Regions from separate parts of the Mus musculus genome. Here regions 1, 2 and 4 are each linked to region 3. Evidence: chromatin contacts called from public Hi-C and HiChIP or PLAC-seq data. All regions are on one chromosome and are shown on one strand. The core of a region is the stretch at or near the end of the contact, and the rest is flanking DNA. Distances in the headings are between cores, read along the strand shown. Region 1 overlaps Hdac4 (histone deacetylase 4). Region 2 has its middle 22 kb from the start of Gm46242. Region 3 has its middle 33 kb from the start of Gm28380. Region 4 has its middle 34 kb from the start of Gm46242.

Region 1 (3,829 bases), core at 662-3,161, 380 kb before region 3:
CAGTGGACAGCCTGATTGAGCACTGGGCCTTGTCCTGTTGATACTTGGAATTGAGGAACTGAACTCTCTGGAAACAGTCTCAGAGATCAGAGAAGCCTGCATCCATTAGAAGTTGGTTTCAAGACTTTGGCCAGCTGATCCTAACCTCATGGGCCCTGACCTGCAGGATCGTGCCCATAGTGAGGATTGCCACCATGGCTGGTCCTCAGCAGTGTCTCTAGGAAGCTGGAGAATCGAAGGTCAAGTTCAACCTTTCTCTATGCTCTGACCTGGGGACATGGACCTGGACTGCCCACTTGTGCTAGCTGAAAGTCACACCACACACATGACTAAGCCTCCATCTTCCTAAATGAACAGAGCTTCTTATAACCCCACTATGGAGTGGCTGATTTTTCTCTGAGAGTTAAGCCAAATGTCACTGTCCCATGAGTAGACAGGTGTTGAGGTGTGCCTGCCAGCACTCCTTAGTTACAGTGCTTACGTGTCATAAACTCCAAACACCAGGAAAAGAGGCAATCTGGGCTTCTGCCAGGCTGGATCACCCTGGTCCTGGCTGAGAGAAGTGGTCTTCAGGACATGCGTGCTGGGTAGCCCTGTTCTACAGAATTATATGTTACATGAAAAGCGGTAAGAAACCAGTGGTTCTAATATATACCTGCACACAGAAACTCTTTAGTACTGATGTCTCATAACATCCTTTATACTAAGCCCACATCAGGTTGGGACAGCATTTGGATTTCAAGCCCTTCTCAGTTTCAAAAAGAACCAACAAAATATAAACCAGAAGAACAAGTCAACTTGGGTCTGGAACAGGGCCTGAGCAAGGCAGGAAGGTTGTAGTTTTCTACACCAGTGAACCTGTCCCCTCCTCCATCCTGGCCCTTCCTTAGGGAACAAGCAGAGAAGTGGCAAAAACAAACAAACAAACAAACAAAAAACAGAAGTGCCATGCAGTTGGTGGCTACATAGATGTGACAATTATGTTCTGGGAACAAGGAAGTCAGCAGGTGACCCACATAGACAGTCTCGTCTTCCCAGGGCTGCAGGACATGCTCCCCAGGGCCACACTTTGTCTTAAAATGCATGATGGTAACACACATAGATACTACTATGATTCATTTACAGTACTCATCCACTTACTGTACAGTGTTACCAATGGTTCCTCCTTCCACCAGGAACCTGGTGCGTGGCATGAAAGGCTCTTGTGTTTGTGAGCGCTGGGGCATCCATCCACAGTGTGCACTGAGCACAGATGAATGACCCTGTAGAAAAAGCTTTCCTCATTCTCTGTCTCTGTCTCTCTTCCTGTCTGTCTGTCTGTCTCTCTCTCTCTCACACACACACAGAGAGAGAGAGAGAGAGGGAGAGAGAGAGAGAGAGAGAGAGAGAGCGCTATGCAGCCCAAAACCACCTAGCCTGCCCATCCTGGAAACTAAGTCCCATGACCTACAACAGTGGCCACCGGCCTGGCAGAAACCAAAGCTGCCTCTTGATAAATGTGCATCAAGTCTTAAGAAAAGAGCTGGTCATTTTCTTTTCAGGGTGGGGGGTCACTCATGACCACCTAGGGTCAACTGCCACATATCCTATGTCAGTCGTTCTCAATCTTCCTAATGCTGCAGACTTTAATGCAGTTCTTGTGTTGTGACCCCCCAATTATAAAATTATTTTCGCCACTCTTTCATAATTGTAATTTTGCTAGTTATGAATCGTAATGTAAATATCTGATATGCAGGAACTCTGATATGCAGCCCCAAAGGGGTTGCGACACACAGCTTGAGAACAGCTGCCCTTTGTGACGTGCCTGTAAGTAGCCAACCCACAATTAGTGATTATCCTTAGGAAATGGCTCACTTACCACAAATAAGGCAGGCATGTGAGATTACTCAGATGGCTTTGTTGACATAGCAGCCTCAGCTCAGCTAGAAGCCTAACCCCATCTATCCCTTTCACTGAAGTCAGGACTACACTATGTGCTCAGAGTTACTCAGACTCTTGCCTCAGCATTTCTGTAATGCTGCATGTACCCACAATACCTGACCATGAGGTGTACCAGAGATTCCAGGCTATTCACCTAGTAGGAGGGTCGAACTCAAGGCCTGATCCTCCCTGAGCCAGTTCTCTTGTTCTCTTAGGATGTACATCATGGGAATGGGACCCAGCAGGCCTTCTACAATGACCCCAATGTTCTCTACATGTCCCTGCACCGCTATGACGATGGGAACTTCTTCCCAGGAAGTGGAGCACCAGATGAGGTATGTGGAGTGTATGAAACTTTGTGAGTATCTGGAGGAGAACAAGCTATCTTGGAGCCAGATACCACAGCTACCAAGAGAACCAGGCAGGTGCAGGCCCTGCATCTGCCACAGAAGTAGTATTTCACACTTGTTACAGCTCAGGTTGCCCTGCCAGAAATGCTAGCCTGGATTATCCTGTGCATGATTTAGGCCAGAATTTTTTCTAGTTTAGTGGGAATCTGCACACCAAATCTGGTTACATTCAGAGTGAGCAAAGCACACACTAAGGGAGGTTGCTGAGCTGCTCCCCAGGACTCCTGCTTCTCTACCTTGTGATGATACTCCCAGCCACTGTGGTTAGGGGGCATCTTTAAGCAGCATGCCCAGGGACACAGAGCTTGCCCCTGAAGATGGTCCCACAGTAGAGTCACTTTTGTCTTTCAGTGATTCCTCCTAGTTCAGGGCCTGTAGATAACTGCAGCCCTGTGAAAACTGTACCGCTGACGACAGTGCCTGGCACTGGTAGCCAGCTTCACTGGTGAGCTCACACACATATGCACGGGACATGTAGCTATCCCTGTGGGCACGCCAGTCCAATCCACCCTAGTTCAAGTGTTGGTTGTGCCAGGTATTCTCTTGAGTTGGTGACAGTTTCTCTCCTTGTGGCCGCAGGTGGGCACAGGGCCAGGCGTGGGTTTCAATGTCAACATGGCTTTCACGGGTGGCCTCGAACCCCCCATGGGAGACGCTGAGTACTTGGCAGCCTTCAGGTGAGTACCCCACTGTCCAACCACAGAGGCTGGTTCTTCTGAGTCCAGGGCAGCCAAGTCATCTGGAGACTCTGGAGTTAATTGTTGTACTGCCTCACTTCTCTTAGGAGTTCCCTTTTCTGAGAGCCTGTTGAGTCCCAGTGGTAAGATGGGGAGGTGATAGAAGGGGAAGTTTTCTGCTGTGCTAGAAAGTATTCATGAGTCACTGAAAACTGAGGATGTAAAGATCTCATTCCCTGCTCATTATTCCACAAACCCTTTGTAAAAGGAAAGTGGAACTGAATGAAGGAGAGCGATAGCTCACACTACATCGTCTGTGCTGATCTGGTCCCTCACACTGGCTGCTTTTTACAAAGTACTGACTTCCATCCTCCACAGTTCTTTTTATTACCATCAGGCCAGACTGCAGCCAACAGTGGATGGCTGGGCCCCGCTTTCTTCCTGTGTTACTGTGGCAGCTTTCCCCAGCCATTGTGCACTGTGGAGGCTCCAGACGAGTTAGCCATAGCCCAGGAGTAGTTCCTGGGCCTGCATGGCCCGTGGGGGGCCTTGGGTCTCAAAATGCACTTTTTTTTTGTATTATGGATAAGAACATCAACGGACCTCCAAGGGTCTTCTCTGCCTCTTCTGTAATTCTGGGGTCATGTCTTGACCTCTATACATATGAAGTACATATGTACAGGCAGGTGCCTTGTGTGTGTGTGTAGATATATGTACATGTGTCTATGTGATTCTGAGTGGTACTATGTATATGTCTTTATCTCTCTCTCTCCCTCCCTCTCCCCCCCCCCCCGCCCCGTGTGTCTGTGTGTCTGTGTGTGT
Region 2 (4,003 bases), core at 61-2,560, 280 kb before region 3:
TCTGCCTCTTGCTCTGGGGACTCAGTCTGCCTTATGCCTGTCACTAGAGCACTTCTAGGACATAAACACCTCCCCCAATACCATGTCTACACCATTAATAACCCTAATACTAGGAGGTGCTCTCCATCTCCTCAAATAGGGTTTGTTTATTCTTTGGCACAAGTCCTAGTAGTAAATTGAGCACCCCAAGTGGCTCACCTGCTTGCCCAAAGTGACCCCATTGGTCAGTGGCTGTCATTTCCACCTGGGTGCCTTGTTCAATACAACTTCTAATGCCCTTCATTTTCCCCACTGACCCAGCCTGGCCCTGTGGATGGAGCATGCACACGGGCAGATCTGTACGGCAGAAAGCCCTTCTAAGACTTCCGGCAAGCTCTACACTCAACACAGGAGCCAAGCCATGAAGACAGTGAAGATTTATGGGGGATCCTAAGGCCATGTGAACTTATCTTTTTGGCTGGACTCTACATTCCTGGTCATCCCCTGTGGCTCCGTGGGAGCACCTTCCTTTCTTGTCAGTATTTCACACCTCTCCCCTCTGCTCTGCTGGGGTTTGCTTTATAGAAAAATTGTATCATGATCATGACAGTGCTTCTGCAGGGTAAGCTGGTCCATGTGCCTCTGTGTCTGCGCTTTGATCCCCTAGGTCTGTGATTGGCTGGGGCTGAGGATGCTGGGGTGAAATGGGTAGAGTGGTCCTGATCTGGAGGGCTTCAGTCTAGTGGGAGAAGGGCTTCCAGACAGCCCAGTCTGGGCACTGTGGGTGATGAGGCTAGTGCCTGAGCTGTGTGCTGGGTGTGGAGTAGGGCCTTCTAGGCTGGGTGCTATAGGTTATGGGTGGCCTGCTGGGCTGGGCACTGCAGATGAAGGGTGATCAGCTGGGATGGTTGTTGTAGGTGCTGAGACAGCTTCCTAGTCTGGATGCTACAACTGTGGGTCTGTTCTCTTGCATGTTCTGGATGTGGTCCTACTATATCTTCAGCCTCTTAAGTACAATGGGACTAACTGGAACCACAGGACCCTTTTGCTGGGCACCTCCCACGCCAACCCCTGGTTCTGGCACCTATGAGACTGGCTGATCTTCTGGAGATTAGCAAGGGTGGGGTTCATGTGAGTGTGGACAGAGTCCCCCTGTGCTTTGCATCCCAGAGTGTGTAGACACACAGGGACCACATCCAAGAAGCCATACTTGCCAAGCCCTCGGGACCAGGGCTCCATGAGAACCGTTTTTATTGAGGATTGTGGTATGTAGTAGATTGAGAAATTGCCATAGTTGGAAAAACAAGTAGAAAACCTTCCAGAAAGTAAACCCCGAGGAAGGAAGTGCCAGGACAGGGAGTGCTGGACACGTGGGAGGCTCAAGCTCAGTTTCTAGGGGAGCGCTGGGCCATGCAGGTCCCAGTGCCTTCGGATTTGGCCTGGTGGCAGTTCTCGCTGTATTTAAGGTCTAAGATATTCTTTGATTAATTTCCGTGGACTTCACTAGAGTTACAACAGCAAGTCCCTGAGCACTAATTAAGGAAGAGAGGCGGACAGTGACTCATGCTGGAAAGAACCCTCTCCCAGCCCTAACAAAGTGTCTCAGGTCCTCACAGTGGGAACGGCCTCTGATCAAGGCAGCTCTGGATTTAGGTCAGCAAGATAATGGTCAGAGATCTTACTAGCCCCCCACCCCCACCCCCTGTGTGTGTGTGTGTGTGTGTGTGTGTGTGTGTGTGTGTGTATGTGTGTCTTACGTATTGTGTGAGTCTGTCTTTGTGTCTCCTCTCTATCTGCTTATGTGTGTGTGTCTGTTTCTGTATGTCCTTCTGTTCGTCTCTCTCTGTGTTTCTGTTTCTCACTGTGTGTATGTACATATCTGTGGATCTGTGTCGGTGTGCCCCCTCCCCCCGTGCCTGTTGGTCTCTATCTTGCTGTGTCTCTGTGTCTGTCTGTCTGTCTGCCTGCCTATTCCCCCCCCCACCTGTCTCTGTATTCACTTACAGGCTCCAGGCTCCAATTGTGTGTCCCCCAGAAGAGCTGACAGGGGCACCTGGCATGGCTTCTTACACAGTTCTCCTGCTGGAGACCAACAGAACCTTCTGGTGCTTGAACTCAGGGCCTCACACACGCAAGGCAGGCTCCCACCGAGCTGTGACTCAGCTGTTCCAGATCACAAGTCCATGACCAGGGATCTGCCACCACCTAGGTTGGAAGTCACAGCATCCATCTGGCCCCAACCACGAAGGGCCATTTTGGCTGACCAAACCTTTTCTTGAAAGCTTGGGTGGTAAGAAGGAGAGCAGAGGTCGTTGCTTCAGTCACATGCTGGGGAAGGTTGACAAGGCACAAGTAATTCTTATCCAACATAGAAGCAGAGTGTGCCAAAAATGAGAGCAAATTCAAGGGTGTATTTTCTCTCCAAGTGAGAAGTAGCTTGGAGCCTTTCCTGCCATGTGACTAGATTCTGGCTATGGATCTGACCTGGGAGGCCACAGAGGACCCACAGCTTGGGATTCCTTTAGGAGCCAAGACTGAGCAGCAAGTGTGGACATTATTCCCAGTAGAACTTGGTCTTGGGCAGACAAGGAGCTGAGTCTGCTGGTACAGTGTGTTGCTGTGCATCAGAACTAGAGCCCTGTCATCTGGGTGACGTCCAGAGTATGACATTCTCACAGGCTGTCTGCCTTCGGCCTCCATTCCTGTAAACACTTTGCCTATAGATAAGAACCAGCTTGCTGTTTAGCCGAAGGGAATAAATCTTCTTTAGACCAGGAAGGGACCCCATGGTTGAATCTTGACAGCTGGGCAAAGTACAAGTGCAGAGAATGTTGCTGTGAGCAGGGACAGCCAATGAAAGCACCAGGCCACACAGGGCTAACAACTCAGCCAGGGACAGAGATGGGCCTATCTGCCAAGCAGCGTGCTGGAGACCAGAGACTCAGGAGGGAACGCATATGTGGTCAGGTCCCCACGGGGTGAGAGTTGACAGACAAGCAGGGCAGAAAAGCACACAGACTACGTCCCCTTGTTCTCTTGGGTCTCACAAAGGGCAGTGGTGGAGAAGCTTTGCCAGCAAGCACAGGAACTTTGGGAGAAGATTTGAGAAGATGTTTAAATTGTAAGGCCTTCTATTGATCATATAGCAGTCATAATCCCAGATCACCCAACACTGAAGCTGCCTTTGAGCCCCAGCTTCCCCATGGGAGTCACTCTCCTTTATTTAGTTTTAGTTAATGTGTATAGGTGTTCACATGCGTTTGTATATGCACCATGTGCATGGAGTGCCCACAGAAGCTAGGAGAGGGCATCAGATTGCCCTGAAACTGGAGTGACAGGCAGTTGTGAACCTCCATTGGACCAGCCAGTGTTCTTGACCACTGAGCAATCTCTAGCCCCTTCACTGTCTCTTCTACATCATGGCAATGGCAACGCAGAGACAGTTTCTCACAGCTGACAGCACTCCCTTTATGAATTGTATCTTCACACAGCATTGCTTGTTTTAATTAAGAATTTTAATAATTGTATATTCACAGGCAGTTGTAAAAAAAATAGTGCCCAGAGGTCCCATGTGACTTCTACCCAATGTCAAATAATGGCAACATCTTGTATTGAGTAGGGACAGCAAATGGGACCTTTTGCAGTCAGAGAAGAGCATTCAACCATCCCTGCGTGACAGTTCAGATTTCCAGGTCTCTCTCATGCCCAGACCTTTGGCATTACCCTTCAGGGGTCCCTTCCCCGTCTTTCCCTGCTCCCTGAAACGGCTACTCTGTTCCCTGGGTCTACGGTTTATATGCTTTATAATCCTGACTGTCCAGATGCAGTCTTTTGGAGTTCACTGTTCTACACACTGTAATTTTCTGGAGACTCATCCCAGCTGCCCGCAGTCGTTCCTTTCAATGATGGAGGCAGATTTGGTTCCGTGAATGTACCTCAGCTTATGTCACAATTTGTCTTGAATATAGGACATCACTGAAGACATCTGTGAGCAGGAGTTTCTAGAATCCATGTCCAGGAGCAA
Region 3 (3,883 bases), core at 721-3,220:
GCTGACATTACAGGATCCCATGATTTACAGAACAGAGGGAGCCATCACGAGAACACAGGAGCCCACTTACGAGGATTCAGGAACCCAACACCAAAGGTACAGGTACTGAAGAACTGAACATGGGGACCAAGAAAGAGGGAACACAGAGACCCAGGACAGAACACAGAAATCAGTAAACCTTGAAATGTAAAGATGTTCCTGGAAACCCTTTCCCCACAGTTAGATTGTAAAGCCAGGAAAAGCTGAGCCCTCTTTGTGGGGAAGCATTTCCTCTGGCTTCTCCCTTTGTCACCTACAGAGTACTCAGTGCCACCCACCTCTTAGCCAATGATTGGTCTCACCCGATGGGCTGTAATCTCATTCTGTCCACTCTACAGATATAGACTGTCACTGCTCAGATCTTGGTCTGCAGGGGGCCCCATTAGCAGATAGGCCTGGAGGGAGCTATTTTTGTTTCTATCCTTGTGTTTAGCCTCTTGTAATTCCTTGAATTTGCTTTATTGTTGTTGTTGTTGTGGTGGTGGTGGTGGTTTTACTTACATAGAATGATACACAAAGACCAACTTCCAAGAGGTGTACATGATGCCTAGAATATATCCAAAGAGCTTCTCTTTTCCTGGGTGGACCTCAGTGGTAGGCCAGAGCCTGTGGTTCACCCAGCAAATAGGGTGGGCAGGCACAAAGGAGGGCTCTAGCTCCACTCAGAGGTCCGCAAGCCAGGCAAGCTCATCCCTGACACAGAATAAAGATCCATCCGGGATAGGCTTGGAGTGGCCCTCGGGGCAGCAGATCTGCCATGAAAAATGGCTCTACCCCACAGACCTCTGGTATGAAGTCCCCACAAAACCATGGGACTCCTTAGGGCCTCTAGTAAATGGCATACACAGACCCATCAGACCATTTATGTATGGTCAGGGTAGGTGACTGGAAACAGAAGATGAAGCAGAAGAGGGCTCAACATCCCTGAGATCAGACATGGCTTCAGAGCAGGAATGATCAGGGAGGGGCCCACAGCATCCAAGAAGCCTGGGTAGGAATGGTAGTAGGAGGGTCAAGCTATGGAGGCTAGGGTGCCAGGCAGGCAAGTGTCCTGAGGCTGGGCCTCCCCTCTTCAAGGTAGTAGAAGTATTCAAGGTACTAGCGAGCATCCATGTAGGAGCAGAACACAAGAGCTGGACCACTCTGAACCACTTCCTTTCTGTCCCAAAGTCTCCCCAAGTGTATGGGTTGAAGACATTTAGAGAATTCTACTCTCTCCCAACAGTATGAACCAGGATGTGAAGCGGGGGAAGGGCCTCCTTGCAACCAACAGTTGTCCTCAAAGCAGTTCTCATCTCTTCTGTCCTCTATCCACAGCCCCTGCTGGCCCCACAGCGACACTGGCTCTGTGGAATCAGAACAATCCAGGGCCCCAGCTTTTAGAATTCTCAGGGCTGGATCAGGCCTTGGCGGGGGGGATAAGGGGGAAATCAGCCCTGCAGTAGAAGGATTCCTTATGTCTAAGTCCTTGGTGAGTTTTTATTGAGAGGAGGCCCACAGACTCCCTCTGGGGAACAGGCCCTACAGGAAGGGAGGCCATGAAAATAGCTGCTGACTGCCATGGTGAGCCGACCTTGCAGGGTGCAGGAGGACCCACAGTCCAGGTCACTCCAGCCCAGCTCCGGGCCTTTCTGAGTGGGGCGGGGAGGGAGGCTTGGGAGGGGAGGAAGTTTGTCAGAATGATGATGGCCAGAGCGCAATATCCACTCAGACTGTGATCAAAGGGCGGCCTCTCCCACTTTTGAACAATTCTAAACACTTTGTAAGAATGTGAACCCCACCCCCAGCCTCAGCCATGTAGGCCAAAGGTGAGGCTAATGAGAGGCAACTTTTGGAAAGTCTTTTGTGGGATGTGGGGCATCATGGGAAGGAGGCCCTGGCCCACTGAGCAGTGTTTAGGAACCTGTGCCAGCTAAAAGCTGACTCAGACCTTATCCAGGATGATATCACTAAACGTGAGCCACAAACCACAGGCCTTTATACAGGCCACCATCTGTCCACCCTCCCTCAAGTCCAACTTTCTATGTTGTTCTGGAAAAATCCTAGTATCCAAAGGTCACCTCTATTATGAGGATTAGGCGTCCCTTGAGGTCCACAGGCCCCAGAACATTAGAATCCAAGAGAGTCAGAGTCCATCCGGTGTGTGACTGAGCATCCCTACTCTGCAGAGCAAACAACAAACCCCAGCAAGACACTTCCATTGTCTGTCCAGAAGGACAGGACACACTGCCTCCCCTACCAGCTCCAACAGCATCTGTACAATCAAACCAGCTTCATGCAGCTGCTACCCGACTCACTGGAGATACAAAAAAAAAAAAAAAAAAAGAAAAAAAATGTGTCTGTGTCTCAGCTCCAGACCAACCCCCACCATCTCCTTGCTCTCCTCAGGGCAGCAGGCTGATTTAAGTCCCACTCAGCCCTAAGATAGCATCATCTACCATGCTCATGGGTAACCCAGGTTAGCACCAGCACAGCCACTGGAAGACACTGTCAACACACCATAAGAACCTACCGAGTCCTTCAGCAATGGGCACTCCTGCATGGAAAGGGAGGTGTAGGAGACCAGGCTCCATCCCCAGTCCCCATACCCAAGATTCTAGCAATGAAAACAACGTTCGGGAATATACACATAGGTTTGGGTATGCTTGTGTAAGGAGTTGGACAAATGAGAGTGTGGTGTAGGGTGTGTGTATGTGGGTTATACAAGATGTGTGATATATGTAATGTGATATAGAATGAATGTGTGTGTCATATAGGGTATGTAGTACACATACAGTATGTGTGGAATGGTATGTGTGTGGTATATATGGCATGTGAAATTGGTGTGTGTGGTATGAGTAAGTCAGTATGTTATATGGTATATGTAATATGGGTGAATATATATGCTACATGATGTTTATATTCACTGGTGTGTGGTATATGATATATGTGATATATGGTATGAGAATATGGTAATTTCAGAAGCAAATGTGATATATGTTGGGGAATGGGGGTTGTGGGGTTGTTTATGCTATTTATGGTATATAAGTGAGGAGTGATCATTATATGTAGCTGTAGGATATTCAGAGCATATAGTATGTGGTGTGTGGGCTATGTTTTGTATTTAGTACATATGGTATATATTGTTATAGTAAATGTTATGTGTGATGTAGGAGTGAGTAACCTTGGTGGGTATAGTGTGGTATAGTAATTGTGATAAATCCCACATGTGTATGTACAGTGTGTGTGTGTGTATGTGTGTGTGTGTGAGAGAGAGAGAGAGAGAGAGAGAAAGAGAGAGAGAGATTGGTGTGGCTTATGGTGTGTATATACAGGGCATGCAAAGTGTATGTAAGGGAAACTGTCAAGAGTATGGAGAACATTGTGTATATGGCACATATGATATGGATTGGGGAGGATATGGGACTTGATGAATGTTTGTAGTGTGCATGATTGTGGGGGTAGAGTGTAGAGGGTATGGGGTATATGGATTAGAGGGCTATGATGTATACATGCTAAATATGAAATATAAATACATATATACATATACATATGTACATATGTGCATGTCTATGTAAATATACATATACATGCACATATGTACATATGTGTGTATGTATACACATAAATGTATGTATGCATGTGTATACACACACATACACTCCCTGGGGAGCAAAGGGTCCATTTGGCTTCCATGTCTGGATCACAGTCCTTCATTAGGGGAACCAAGACAGGAACTCAGGGCAGACACTGAAGCAGAAGCCATAGAGGAACACCCTTTACTGACCTGCCTTCTACAGCCTGCTCAGCTTGCTTTCTAATATAGCCCAAGGCTACACTGGGCTGAGCCAAGTGCTACCATGGA
Region 4 (3,660 bases), core at 99-2,598, 340 kb before region 3:
CCCTGATGTGATATCTGTGCTGGTGGTGATTCTCAGGATTCCATTCCTCCGGAATATTCCTTGCAGTTTCTCACTAGGATGCCTGGTACGGTCCTTACCCTCAAGACAGTTCCAGCCTAAGAGGATACAATCAGGTTCCTGCCAGGCTGGTACATCGATGTCTACAGGGACCAAAGCCCCCCAGGCCATACATAGCATCCTACTTGGCACAGAAGGACTGGAGGTCCCCTGACCAAGCCACCGTCCTTTACAGACACACTGTGTGAGAGGCTGGATCTGGGAGGGTGTTCACAACACAAGGGAGAGCACCACTGGGCTCTGTACCCCAGCCTGCATCTCCTTGCTCCTTATGCGTCCTCAGTCCTCTGGACCCTCTGCTTGGGAGGTCTCCTTCCCCCAAAGGGATATTGTGGCCCAGCTTGGCAGGGAGCTGGAAAGCCAATGCTGAAGAGAACTGACCCTACCTTGAACTTTGCTGGCAAGGAAGTATAGTCCATAAGGGAGTCTGGGCTTCCTCACTCTCTTGGGCGGTAAATCAACCTGGGAACTGGACAGGGCGGGCCTGCCAGGGCTCTGGCAGAGGAGGTCTGCTTAGAGGAGCAGGAGGGATGTGAGCAGAATATGTGCATGTGTGTGTGGGGTGTGTGTGTGTGTGTGTGTGTGTGTACAGGTATATATGTGTATCTGTGGGTGGTAAATCATGTGTGTGTGCCTATCTATGACACAGAAGTATGTATATGTATGTGTATGTGTATGTGTATATGTATATGATGTTGTATATGTATATGATGTTGTATATGTATATGATGTATATGTATATGTATATGTATATGTATATGTATATGTATATGTATATGTATATGTATATGTATATGTATATGTATATGTATATGTATATGTATATGTATATGTGGGTGGTGTATCTTGTGTTTTCGAGTGTGTGTGTGTGTGTGTGTGTGTGTGTCCACAGGATACACATATGTATCTGTATCCATGGATATTGCATCTTGTGTTCTCTTGCAGAAACTGATTTGTTTGCTTTAAGATTCTTGCAGCTTGGGATGGGGGGTGGAGGTAGGGTGAATAACCTGAAAAAGACAAGATTTTCCCATACCTTCCCTGAGAGAGGGACTCCCTGAGAGAGGGCCTCGCCGAGTCCTCCACCCACACAAAAACTATGGACACCTCCTTCCTGCCCAAAGTGTCCTCTGTCCTGAAGAGGTGAATCACTGACACTCAGCCCTCTAATGCAAACTGACCCCTCCCTGAGGACACCCCCATCAGGAGACCTTGCCAAGGGACTGAGAGGTCTGCTAGAAAATTAACACTGAGGTATGGCGCCCCCTTGTGGTCCCTGCCATGGATCCCGTGGATTATGGGGTCAGGGCCGCAGGATGACACAGCTCCACAGACAGCAAGCTTCCCACCATGGGTCAAGAGTTTAATCAGCAAAGTGTGATGAAAAGTCAGCTCTGGATTGTCCAAAAGGTCCTGAGTGATCTAAGCAGGCCGCATGGCTAGTGTGTCTGGAAGCCAGGGGCCACAAAAGGTCCTAATAGGACAAGAAAGATCTGCCCCCTCCCCCGACCCCTCCCCCGACTTCAGTATTTCAGGGGTTTGCTAGGAGAGGACAAGGGACCACGGGCTCAGACTTGTCAGAACTCTACCCCACCATTTCCTCTGACCTTCAGAGGTGGCCTCACTGCCCAGGGTTGCTTTGTATCTTCACTCTCAAATTCACCCCAATTTTGCCTGCACGTGTCAAAAACACAGGATGCATCACCCACTTGTGTATGTGCAGGAGTCATCTTCAGGTGTCTCCCTGGGGGCGGAGGGGGTGTCACTGGAAGCTAGGCTGGCTGGCCAGTGAACACGGGATCTCTGCTTCTCTCTGCCTCCGGTTCTAAGGTTACAAATGCCTTTGCATTATCTCTAAGATGGAACTCCCATGCATTCTTCATGCTTGTAAGGCAAGCACTTTACCAGTTAAACCATCTACCAAGCCCTTTATGTATTTTTTAAGGCCTGCCCTGGGTACCTGAGCTGCTCTGGAGTCCACAGGGCCAAGCCTTGGCTCAGACTCCAAGGATGAGACACCCACCCACCCCCGCCCCCATGAGGACCTGGAGGGGCTAACAGGTCCCAGGGCCACATCCACTGCTCTGGAGTTTCACTCTGAGGACAATCTTGTGAGATTCTTACAGGAGGAGGAGTCTGTGGGACAGCATGCCTTCTGACCTCAGATCTGAGCCACAGGCCAGTGGTGAGACCCTCCCTCTGTCTAAAGGTCCCCATGCCCGCATGCAATGTGGGCTGTGGCAACTCGCTCAGCAATGCAGATGCAGCCAGATGTTTGGGATGTGATGGAATGTTAGTGTAGGCAGGGGCGGGGCGGGGGAGGGTTCTAGGACTTCCAGCCAGATTTCTGACATCCTTGTGAAAAGCAGCTATGGAGATGTAGGCCAAATCTCCTCCTTGGAGACCAGGGATGGGGGATTTGTGAGGGAGGGCACCAGAGACCAGATGTGATGGAGCAAATGCAGACAATGCACTGGACTCTTGGTGCAGAGGAAGGCCGAGGGGAGTCAGCCTGCTAACCTAGGATGCTCACTGTGCAGAGAAGAAGGGGTGTCTGTGGGGAGGAAGTGGGTGTAAAGAAATGTAACATGACTTTTAAAAAATCTGTCAGTTTGGGAGCATACAGCAGCTGCATGCCAAGGATGGAGGACAAGCAGGGCTGGTCTCTCCTTCGTCCTCCTGGTCTCTGTCAGCTGTGCTCTGAGCACTGCCCTTCTGTCCCTCCTAGGTTTGTTTTTCTTTAAGGAAGACAAGACCTCTCACTGATGTCACCTAACAATGGCACACACCCTACTCAGCCCCAAGTCCTGGGTGGTCACCCTCTCAAACACTTGTTTCCCTGGTTGACATGGTAACACAGGCCTGCGGCCAGGGGGCAGGGCTAGAAGGCTGAAGGAAGGAGCCTCTTCTTTACCCACACCCCACCTCCAGTCCTGTCCAGCACCACCCTGCCCTCAAGGTGTTAGCAGGTACTGCCGGTAGCCCAGGCTTTGGGAGGTCTGTTACCACCCACAGACCTGGCATCCTGTCTAAACCGCTGCCCCTTCCCAGCGTCTCCAGCTGAACTTCACAGTGCTTTCCTACACAAGTCCTTGCAGGCAGCACCTACCTCCTCCCTTCTCAGCCTTCAAAAGCAACAAAGTTGCGAGCCACAGTGTCCCAGCTAAGGTATCCCAGCAAGATTGCAACTCCCGTTGATTCTATGCCCATGCATCAGGTTTCAAAAATCACTCTTCCCAGTGGCAGAAACATTTCTTTAAAAGGAGCCTTGACCAAAACTGCAATGGCCAGGGGTGGCCACCATGCCACATGCCCTCTCTCTCCCACAGGACTGTCAGTTCAGGTGCAGACTTAGAACCTGTGACACTCAACAAACAAGACTGAAGCCCCCAGGCTGTGGGGCAGGCAGCCACTGCTCAGCTGAGACAGGAAGTATATCCTACTGCCGATGATGTCCACTCCCAGGGCTTCACAGCTGGGCTGACTGACAGCCAATACAGCAAGGACCCTGTGATGCAGGGCCTCACCTACTTCCTAGCATCCTGTGGAGGATGCTGGAGAGGCTGGGCCTCGACGAAAACA

Evidence for each region. Hi-C and Micro-C count contacts between places; a contact is called where the count stands out from the background. HiChIP or PLAC-seq counts read pairs in DNA pulled down with a chosen protein or histone mark.
Region 1: an HNF4G HiChIP or PLAC-seq map of pancreatic cancer cells shows a contact between it and region 3. The contact joins two enhancer-like sites. A contact is called at or near these places in 1 of 15 datasets of contacts at CTCF or cohesin (the NIH/3T3 cell line), 37 of 484 Hi-C or Micro-C datasets (3T3-L1-derived adipocytes, the AML12 cell line, the C2C12 cell line and 22 more), 2 of 115 datasets of contacts at active chromatin or transcription factors (astrocytes and pancreatic cancer cells) and 3 of 9 other capture datasets (embryonic stem cells, embryonic tail and embryonic trunk).
Region 2: a contact with region 3 is called in a FOXA1 HiChIP or PLAC-seq map of pancreatic cancer cells. The contact joins two enhancer-like sites. A contact is called at or near these places in 1 of 15 datasets of contacts at CTCF or cohesin (the NIH/3T3 cell line), 4 of 484 Hi-C or Micro-C datasets (embryonic somatosensory cortex, embryonic stem cells and stem cell-derived motor neurons), 1 of 115 datasets of contacts at active chromatin or transcription factors (pancreatic cancer cells) and 1 of 9 other capture datasets (embryonic stem cells).
Region 4: a contact with region 3 is called in a Hi-C map of uterus, with 5 times the contacts expected there. The contact joins two enhancer-like sites. A contact is called at or near these places in 3 of 484 Hi-C or Micro-C datasets (cortical neurons, embryonic fibroblasts and uterus), 1 of 115 datasets of contacts at active chromatin or transcription factors (pancreatic cancer cells) and 1 of 9 other capture datasets (embryonic stem cells).

The regions. Positions count from the first base shown.
Region 1 is chr1:91,954,468-91,958,296 of GRCm38.p6, reverse strand. Hdac4 (histone deacetylase 4) reads left to right here. Exons shown (of 27, transcript NM_207225.2): 21 at 2,136-2,255; 22 at 2,910-3,007. Among named protein-coding and RNA genes, the nearest start is that of Gm46242, 77 kb to the right of the region's middle. Within about 2 kb of position 1,911, at least 48 of the 459 cell types and tissues checked have an H3K27ac peak or open chromatin away from gene starts, as enhancers often do. A contact at or near this core is called in the NIH/3T3 cell line and pancreatic cancer cells, where this site is marked.
Region 2 is chr1:91,855,803-91,859,805 of GRCm38.p6, reverse strand. No RefSeq gene overlaps it. Among named protein-coding and RNA genes, the nearest start is that of Gm46242, 22 kb to the left of the region's middle. Within about 2 kb of position 1,310, at least 58 of the 459 cell types and tissues checked have an H3K27ac peak or open chromatin away from gene starts, as enhancers often do. A contact at or near this core is called in pancreatic cancer cells, where this site is marked.
Region 3 is chr1:91,576,143-91,580,025 of GRCm38.p6, reverse strand. No RefSeq gene overlaps it. Among named protein-coding and RNA genes, the nearest start is that of Gm28380, 33 kb to the left of the region's middle. Within about 2 kb of position 1,970, at least 25 of the 459 cell types and tissues checked have an H3K27ac peak or open chromatin away from gene starts, as enhancers often do. A contact at or near this core is called in the NIH/3T3 cell line, pancreatic cancer cells and uterus, where this site is marked.
Region 4 is chr1:91,911,704-91,915,363 of GRCm38.p6, reverse strand. No RefSeq gene overlaps it. Among named protein-coding and RNA genes, the nearest start is that of Gm46242, 34 kb to the right of the region's middle. Within about 2 kb of position 1,348, at least 19 of the 459 cell types and tissues checked have an H3K27ac peak or open chromatin away from gene starts, as enhancers often do. A contact at or near this core is called in uterus, where this site is marked.